3 separate regions of the Mus musculus genome follow, and regions 2 and 3 are each linked to region 1. The links are chromatin contacts, called in public HiChIP or PLAC-seq and promoter capture Hi-C maps. All regions are on one chromosome and are shown on one strand. The core of a region is the stretch at or near the end of the contact, and the rest is flanking DNA. Distances in the headings are between cores, read along the strand shown.

The links. HiChIP or PLAC-seq counts read pairs in DNA pulled down with a chosen protein or histone mark. Capture Hi-C pulls out chosen DNA fragments and counts their contacts.
Region 2: a promoter capture Hi-C map of adipose tissue shows a contact between it and region 1. The contact joins two enhancer-like sites. A contact is called at or near these places in 7 of 39 promoter capture datasets (3T3-L1-derived adipocytes, cranial neural crest, embryonic stem cells and 4 more), 8 of 484 Hi-C or Micro-C datasets (bone marrow-derived macrophages, brown adipocytes, cerebral cortex and 4 more), 2 of 115 datasets of contacts at active chromatin or transcription factors (embryonic stem cells and oligodendrocyte precursor cells) and 2 of 9 other capture datasets (adipose tissue and embryonic stem cells).
Region 3: a contact with region 1 is called in an H3K27ac HiChIP or PLAC-seq map of microglia, with 4 times the contacts expected there. The contact joins two enhancer-like sites.

Annotation. Positions count from the first base shown.
Region 1 is chr14:47,734,222-47,737,003 of GRCm38.p6, reverse strand. It overlaps Ktn1 (kinectin 1), which reads right to left. Exons shown (of 39, transcript NM_001347527.1): 38 at 2,740-2,782; 39 at 440-904. The coding sequence ends at 2,745. Among named protein-coding and RNA genes, the nearest start is that of 4930538L07Rik, 22 kb to the left of the region's middle. Within about 2 kb of position 1,448, at least 51 of the 459 cell types and tissues checked have an H3K27ac peak or open chromatin away from gene starts, as enhancers often do. A contact at or near this core is called in adipose tissue, bone marrow-derived macrophages and microglia, where this site is marked.
Region 2 is chr14:48,188,181-48,190,962 of GRCm38.p6, reverse strand. The region is part of intron 2 of Peli2 (pellino 2); the gene reads right to left. Among named protein-coding and RNA genes, the nearest start is that of Gm52144, 16 kb to the left of the region's middle. Within about 2 kb of position 1,447, at least 56 of the 459 cell types and tissues checked have an H3K27ac peak or open chromatin away from gene starts, as enhancers often do. A contact at or near this core is called in adipose tissue and bone marrow-derived macrophages, where this site is marked.
Region 3 is chr14:47,349,867-47,352,648 of GRCm38.p6, reverse strand. It overlaps Gm41147 (a long non-coding RNA gene), which reads left to right. Exons shown (of 3, transcript XR_874595.2): 2 at 2,519-2,623. Among named protein-coding and RNA genes, the nearest start is that of Gm41147, 4.4 kb to the left of the region's middle. Within about 2 kb of position 1,423, at least 70 of the 459 cell types and tissues checked have an H3K27ac peak or open chromatin away from gene starts, as enhancers often do. A contact at or near this core is called in microglia, where this site is marked.

The DNA.
Region 1 (2,782 bases), core at 199-2,698:
TCAAAATTTAAAATAGCAATAATACTAAAAGGTACTTTAATATTCTTTGGCACAGGATACTTTTCATCTAAAGAAGACAGTGTTCTTAATACCACAGACACACACACAGACACACGGCTTCCAACAGACAAGAGAACACATGTAACCTGTACTAACACACTCTCTGAAGAGGGAGACTTAACAGGTGTTACTTGAAACAGTAGTAATAGCAGCAAAAATAAAGCAGAGCTCTCCTCCGCGGTGAATGGGACTCAAACGCCTGCACCTTGCCATCACCCACGCTGTGGGACTTGGCACAGTCCTGACCCAGAGAAGACACAAAGGTCTAGTCAGGAAGTTACAGAAGCAACAAGACTTGTCTTGTTTGGTGGCTGCAATTAGAAACAGCGGTCTGAAGCGCTAGTGAAACTTGTTGAAACTCAACGACAATCAGAGTGAGTCATGTTGAATAATAAGTGTCCCTTTATTTGCTGATTATAATAGCAACAAAAAGTGTTTCCTTGAGTTGATGTCAGAGGCGGCTTCTTCCCAAATGTTAAGTAAAGCAGTGTACAACATCAGTATTAAAATGTTAAATTTCACATTGTCTATACCACTTTGATCTTCTGAACAATTTAATTGAGCAAAATAAGGTAAAAGTTTACATTTACTTCATCTTTAGGAATGTAAAGGTCTAATTATTCAAACAGTTTTATTATAAAACTAAACTCTGAAGGTGTCTACAGAGTTGGCTTTTTAAAGTGTTTCTCTTTAAGTCAGTAGTCTAACAAGGATTAGAAAAGACAAAACTGTCCAGTGTCTGACAAAGTAGAAAGGGTAAAACATAAATAAGGCTTTAATTTGGCAAAATACAATACAACGCCTTCTGTTAACTTCTAACGAGTAATTTCCCAATTACTTCACTCTGCAAAAGAGAAGAAAGTGATCTATTTAGAACAAGGTAAGAGAAGCAACCCACGAGCACGCACCCCACACACAGTTCACAAGACCCAGCCTGGCGCTTCAGTGGCACCCGGAGCCCCTCATACTGATGGTGATCACACGAGAGGACACCTCAGGACTCAGAAGCCTTTAGGTAAAGATTTTGAAATGACAACCCTGAGAAGCCACTCTTATTAGGTCTTGCTCAGTATAATGCAAACCCAAGGAGCAAAGTGGACCAGGCTGAAACTTACAAAGCCCATCTGTAAGAACAAACACAGTCTAAGGCAGGAGGCAGTCAGACTCAGTCTCAGTCTTAAAGCTCTCTAATAATTAAGCCCTTCCGTAGCTCCGAGGCAGCAGACTGGGCATATCCGTCCAGCCTTTCTGTGACTGCACTACTGAATGCAGAGAAGTGTCAGCAAGTCACTCACGATGCTGGCAAATGGCGTTAGCAAGTACCCTAGAGGAGACATAGAAACTACAGGAGGAAGAGATAGACACAAGGAGAGAAGTGAAACTAAGCACTGACAACATGAAGGAAAACAAGATTAAGAAAGGCTCTGAAAGAGGAACAGTCAGGCTGCAGCCCTGGGACGAGGAGAAGAATTTCTCTGCAAAAGAGAAATCAAAGTCATCTGCCAATCTGGGGAAGAGAAGTGCCAGAAACATGACTTCCATAGAACAGACAACTGAGCCGAGCGAGCGCTTCTGTCCCGACCGTAGCGACAGACCAGGGTTCACTGCGTCCAGTCTTCTGAGAGACAGTCAGCACTGTTGAGGGCATGCACTTAGGTAGGCTAAAGGCTGGCTCTCCTGAACAGAAAGCGTCCACGGTACGTACCTGCCACATCACCAGAGAAGGCTGTCAACTTCTCCATGTGCCTAACCTACCCCTGGCCTTCTGTCTGGCTGTCAGTCATAGGAACATTGGTATAGGTTCCAAATGGCAGTTTGCCTTGCCCTTTTCACACAATAATTTTGGAGCAAGGAGCCTCAGAAGAAAAATATCTGAACTATTCTTTGTATATTCAAAACTGTTCTCACCTTAGCAGTATAATTTAAGTCATACGAAGCATTTTTAAGTGCTACTAGACTTAGGCTTTTCTGCAGTCATGTAAGCAACAAGAGCACACAACATGATCTAATGATGGCCTTCTTATTTCTCCTAACCCAAACCCCTCACTTCAAACATGAAGGAGTAAATTGCTTAGGTCATCTACAAAAGGAAACTCAAAACACCAACTTGGTATGGCGCCACCGTGATTCTAGCACATTCCAGGCCAAACAGTGCCTGAGCAAGTCACCTCAAAACAAAACAACCACCAAGCCAGCTCTAATCAGCAGAAATTACAGAAATCTACTACTCCTATCTTTAGGTATACAATAAATTCTGTATGTTCTTTTCGCATTATGAAGTTATGATGACTTTATTTTTTAGTCCAACCTTGATAAAACAAAGCCAAAAGCAACCAGTCATAAAAAGACGGAAATGCCCATAGATACTTGCCCTAAAGTAGGACTAGAATCAACTAAAAGGCAATTACAGCCTACAACAGACCAACCCAGGTAGCCATGTCACAACCAGGCTTCCTGACAGGAGACTGCAGTAACTATGCTATAGTTCTTTCCCTCTAAACCAAAAGACTTCAAAATGTGTGCATAAAAGGAACAAAACAAGAAAGGTCAAAGCTGCCACCTAGAACTTGTGAGAAGGAACATTTCTTGAGTGCCATGTAGCTCACTTTCCAGTGAGTAATGTCATCTGTACTGCATTATGCATAAGGAAGCAGCAGCTCTGAGTGTCCGTACCCACACCTGGATTATGTCTCCTTTGTGAGTTGTTGATTTACTTCCTGAA
Region 2 (2,782 bases), core at 198-2,697, 450 kb before region 1:
CCACAGCCTTGCTCCAAAACAGCAGTGTGATTCCCAGATTATGAGATGTGACCAGGTCACAAGGCTGCCCAGGATAAGGACTGTATTCCTCTTGCTCAAAATTACCTGGGTATCCCAAGAGATCCTCAATAATCTTTAATAAATTATAAAGCCAACAAAGAAGCTCAAACATACTATAGTTTAACTATCTTATCACACTCTGAGTCAATGCTCTGTCCTTTTAACTGTTCAACCGTGAGACCAGCAAAACAAGACAAAAACACCAAACCATAACAACAACAACAGCTACAGTTCTCACATACATAAAATAAACAAATAAATCTTTTTTTAAAAAAGTCTCTTCCATTTTTTTTTAGTTACTTTAACCTCTGTAGAAAAAAATATGAACTGATTGCAGGCAGATGAGATTGCTGTACACTATTTGCAAGCTGGACTCTTGGTTAAACACCCCTTGACATTAGCTCAGTGACAGAGCACTTGCATGAAGATCATGGTATAATTCTCAACACCACAAAAAGTAAACTAACTAAAACTGAATTTCCCTTGTTGCCTCCCCATAAACCCAGAGCAACTAGGCAGCCCTGGGAGAAGCTTGCAGTGCAAAAGCAATGATTTACTGCACCTGCAGGCAATGCAAACAATGGCTTTAGGTGGAGCCTACCAACACAACTCAATCAAACATATAAGGAAATTGTTTTTTCCTTCCTCCCTGGAAGTTAACATCTGTATGGGAGGCCTTTGAAAATGATGGCTGAATACATGTGAAATTCACTCTACAGAGCAAGAGGAGATTCAGATAGAGCACAGGGCTACAAACCATCCTTCATCTAAAAGAATCCTGCGTTACCACTTGGCCGATGACTGACAGAAATGGCAGCTCGGTACTACCCTCTCATCTACCAAGTGAGTCTACTCAATGCCACCACCCATGCAAGGCAGAGTTCCTTCAAAGGTGAACTTCAGGAAGGAGTCATCACAGTTACCCAAACAAGCCTAGGCAGAACTTGCAGTCGGGCTCAGTCCCTGGATCCTGGAGCAGTGGCCAGTATAGTTATTTGTATGAGATGCCACCCATACTTGTTAGAAATGCCAGTTCACTGTTGCACATGCCCTGAGAAATCAACAGTGTGTGTATGTGTGTGGGGGGGGGCAGAGTAATTTTATAAATGTATTATCCTACACAAAATCTCCCTTCTTGATTTTTCCCAGCAGTAATGATTTTTAATTAAGCTTTAATTTTTAATTAACTCTCATCCACGATAGCAGGACCAACCCCACGGTTCTAGGTCCTTTAGGCTGACTCTGCTTATGCCCCGATGTAAGGCGATTACAAGAAGCCCGGCTGAAATGCCTCCTGCCTAAACAAAAACAGAAGGGAACATCAGGGACCAAGCAGAAGGGCCGTGCTCAGTTTCCAAATATGGGTATGTGGGTAGGGACAGACGCTCAGATGACTCAACCATATCACATGACCACTCTCATGAGAAAGACTGTGGGCAGTCAGCAACACAGAGACTCTTGGCTCTCACATACAACTTTAATAATATTCTGTTTGCTTAGAGAATTATGTCAGGAAGCGATATGAGCAGAAATTAGTAAAATTTAAGAAAAGATATTTAAAACAAAGAGTGAAGTAAAAAAAATCTACTTCTTTGAATATAAGTAAAATATGTTAGCAAAAGTATACATATTAGGAATACAAATACCATAATTTGTAGACCCAGATCATTAAATGAAATACATTTTGTTTAATGTATTATCTGTAACATAGTAAATTCATAATGTAAAGAAAAACTTTGCTTATTTGAGAAAAACAGGAGTAAAAAAGGAATCAGTAACTATACATACACACATATGTACATACACACCACACAACACACAAACACACATACATACAGAAATGGCATTTCCTTTACCAACAGAAACTATACAACACAGGAGTGCTCTGTCAGCTATTGTAACCTTTGGTAATCAAATTCTAATTTTTGAAGCTATTGAAGGTCTTTACAGAAACAAACCATATCATAAAAAAACAACCTAAGTGGAGATCCTGTTGAAACAGGCAGATTCAATGAGATAATCCTTACCTCCAATTAATCTACCAATTACATGTAATCCCTATCAAATTTTCAAAGTGTCTTTTGGTGGCATCTGTCAACTTAAGAGAAACAAAGCCAGAACAGTTAAGGACCCTGGGAGAAGCAGGTGAGGGGACTTAGCTCACCAGAGCTGAGGACTGCTCACGGCAGTGTGGCTCTGAGACAGTGAGAACAGACCATGGACAGGGAGAGCACTGCCCACGTGGGTCCTAAGAGTTGCGGTCATGTTCAACATGACTAAGAAAGTGTTACAAGCTAATGCAGACTAAGAAAGTGTTACAAGCTAATGCAAGAAAGCACAGAGACGCCTTGTGATGTACACTAAATCAAAATCCTCCTATAGCTTACGACCTATGCAAAATAGAACTCAGATGTTTAAAGTTCCATCTATGAAAGTAAAACCTTAAAAGACATTATTAGAAACCATCTCCAGGGGCCGGGTGTGGTGGCGCATGCCTTTAGTCCCAGCACTTGGGAGGCAGAGGCAGGTGAATTTCTGAGTTCGAGGCCAGCCTGGTCTACAGAGTGAGTTCCAGGACAGCCAGGGCTACACAGACAAACCTTGTCTCAAAAAAAAAAAAAAAAAAAAAAAAAAAAAAAAAGGGAAACCATCTCCAGGAAGGAAGGACGGAAGGAAGGAAGGAAGGAAGGTCAGTCAGTCCTCTCCATTGCATGAGAGCAGA
Region 3 (2,782 bases), core at 174-2,673, 380 kb after region 1:
ACGCGCGCGCGCGCATTCTATTTATTAATGGGCTGTAACAAAAGCAAGCTTGGACAGTAGTTACTTTTATGGACGACAAGAAACCCTAATACAGTCCCCATATTTACCTAGGACACATTTGTTTGCTGTTTGCTACGTGGAGCCTATGACTCATCTGACACAAAACAGCTGCAAGACCTCTGTTCTCGGGCTTGATGACTCTGCCCAGAATTGAGTCCTAGCCTCAGGTCCTGGGCTGACATAGCAAATGCTCCAGCCACTAAGCCTGCTTTGGAGAGTGTCAACCTGTCCCTTCCCACAGGTATCAAAGTGCCTTACTGCCCCTTTCTCTGGCCCCAGCAAGAAGCATACACCTTCAAATGGACAGATTCCGAGTACTTGTCCTCTGACCACATCCATGGGCTGCTTCGCTTCTAATTTATATAATTTCTGTCATTCAGAAAAATGGCAAGAAAGACTCATACAAAGGATTCCCACATAAATATCTCATTGTGTAGTCTTGGCTGTCTCCAAACTCACACAGAGATCTGCCTGCCTCTGCCTAAATTAAAGGCATGCACTGTACCCTCTACCCAGTCCGATGTTTATTTATTATTTTCATTTATGGTTATGTGTGAGGGTTTTTTTTGTTTGTTTGGTTGGTTGTTGGTTGGTTTTTCAAGACAGGTTTTCTCTGTATAGCCCTGACTTTCCTGGAACTCACTCTGTAGACCAGGCTGGCCTCGAACTCAGAAATCCGCTTGCCTCTGAAAGAACCTAGTGGGGAAACCCCCACTCAATTCCCGTTCAGTGCGCACCCAAGAATCAGGAACAGACGACCATCTTGATGTAAAAGCATGAGGTAGTTTAATGATGGAGCTCCGGGCCGACACATATCTCCCGCAGGAGACAGAGGTGTTTACCACATGGTGGAGCCATAATGGTGGAGCTCCGGTTCTAAAAGTATCTCACGCAGGAGACAGTGGTTTTGACCAGGAGGCTTGGAAGCTAGGGGTTTTTATAGAAAAGGGGTGGGGCTGGGATAGGAATTGGCATGGTTTCACATGATTGGTCCATTTAAACATAGGTCAGAAGGGCAGGAGATAGGGAGGCGCCGGTCCAGTCCTGACATGTCCTGGCCTGTTCTGCTATGTTCTCAGCCCCAGGTTTCAAAGCTCACAAACAACTCTTTGGGCTATTTGACATAAATTACATGAATAACAGGTCTCAAGTTTTATTTCCTTTCACCTCAGCCTCCCAAGTGCTGGGATTATAAGTGTGTGCCACCACTGCCTGGCTATGTGTGAGTCTTATGTGCACAATGTTTGTGCAAATGTCCACAGAAGACAGAGGGCTTTGGAACTAGAGCTACAGTTGTGAGCAGCCTGATACTGGAAACCAAATTCAGCTCCTTTTTGCAAGAGCTATCAGCATTCCTAGCTGCTGAGCCATCTGTTCAGCCCCTCACATAGTTTCCCAGTTACTGAGTTCATTTTCCATTGTGACAACAGAGCACCTGACAGTGATTCATTTAGAAAGAAAAAAGGTTTCTTTTAGTTCATAGTCTTAGGAAGTTCAAGAGAGAGTTGGGCTCTGTGCTGGTTTAATTCACAAAGAAAAGCAGAAATGCAAACAGATTCTTTGTAACAAGAAACGGAACAAAGCTGGGACAGGGTACGTTATAGCTGTCCCCTCTTGTGATAGCTAACCCATAATCACGGGAACTCTGTAGCAGGAAGTGTCCGTGGCCCAAATACTTTCTACAGACCCCACAACTTCTCAAGTCACTCAAGCATTAGGAGAGACAGGGTGGCATTTACCCATAAACACTTCAGTGTTGCATTTTCCAACACAAGAAAAGACAGATTCTGTTTTGTTTTGTTTTCTGTGATATGGGATATGGTCTCCTATAGCTCAGGCTGGACTTGAACTTGTAGCCAAGGCTGACCTTGAACTTTCATCTTTCAGCCTCTAGCTCCTAAATGCTAGGGTTACAGATAGTTGTGTACCGTGACATCTAGCTTTTAGGAGCTGTGTCCTTTGCACAGCCACAGTTCAGTTAATGAAATCCGAATTAACCATTGTCCTTATTTCTTTCTTTGATGGCTCCAGCGATCTGCTTGGTTTTTGTTTTTGCTTTTCCTCCTGAGTCTAGGATTTCCAAGACCACATAACATTTTGTTGTCAAGTCTATTTATGCTCTTTTATCCTGGAACAGTTTTATCCTGGAGACTCTCTTTTTGCTTCCTTACTCTGACATTTTTCAGATGATAGGTCAGTCGTTTGTAGACTGTCTTTGAATTTGGGCTTGCCTTGTGTTTCCTCATGAGTAGACTCAGGACATGCCTTTTGGGCAGGGCTATCGTGTCCCCCTCTGAGCATATATTAGATGCTGGTCTATACTAAAACACAGCTCTTAGGTGACTTCATTAAGTATCGTTGGCACTACCTGTGAGAGAGCTCATTAGCCTGAGGCTTGCTGCAAGCAGCAAATTAGGTGAAGACTGGAGTTCCTGGTAATGACATGGTATCTATACAGAGTCTACACACAGCCTTCCCGATGGCCGGGAGCTTGACGCACTGCCAAGGATGGATGTGAGTTTCCAGTTCCTCCGCTTCCACTTCTCACGTGCTGAGATTACAGGTGTGTGTCACCACTCATGTCTTATAAGATGGCTGGCATCTGGCCCAGGGCTTTGTACACGACAGACATCTTCTCTTCCAGCTGAGCTCTGTCCCTGGGTCTACTTTCTTCTTTACCTTTCATTCTTCATTCCTTCATTTGTTCATTCCTTCCTTCCTA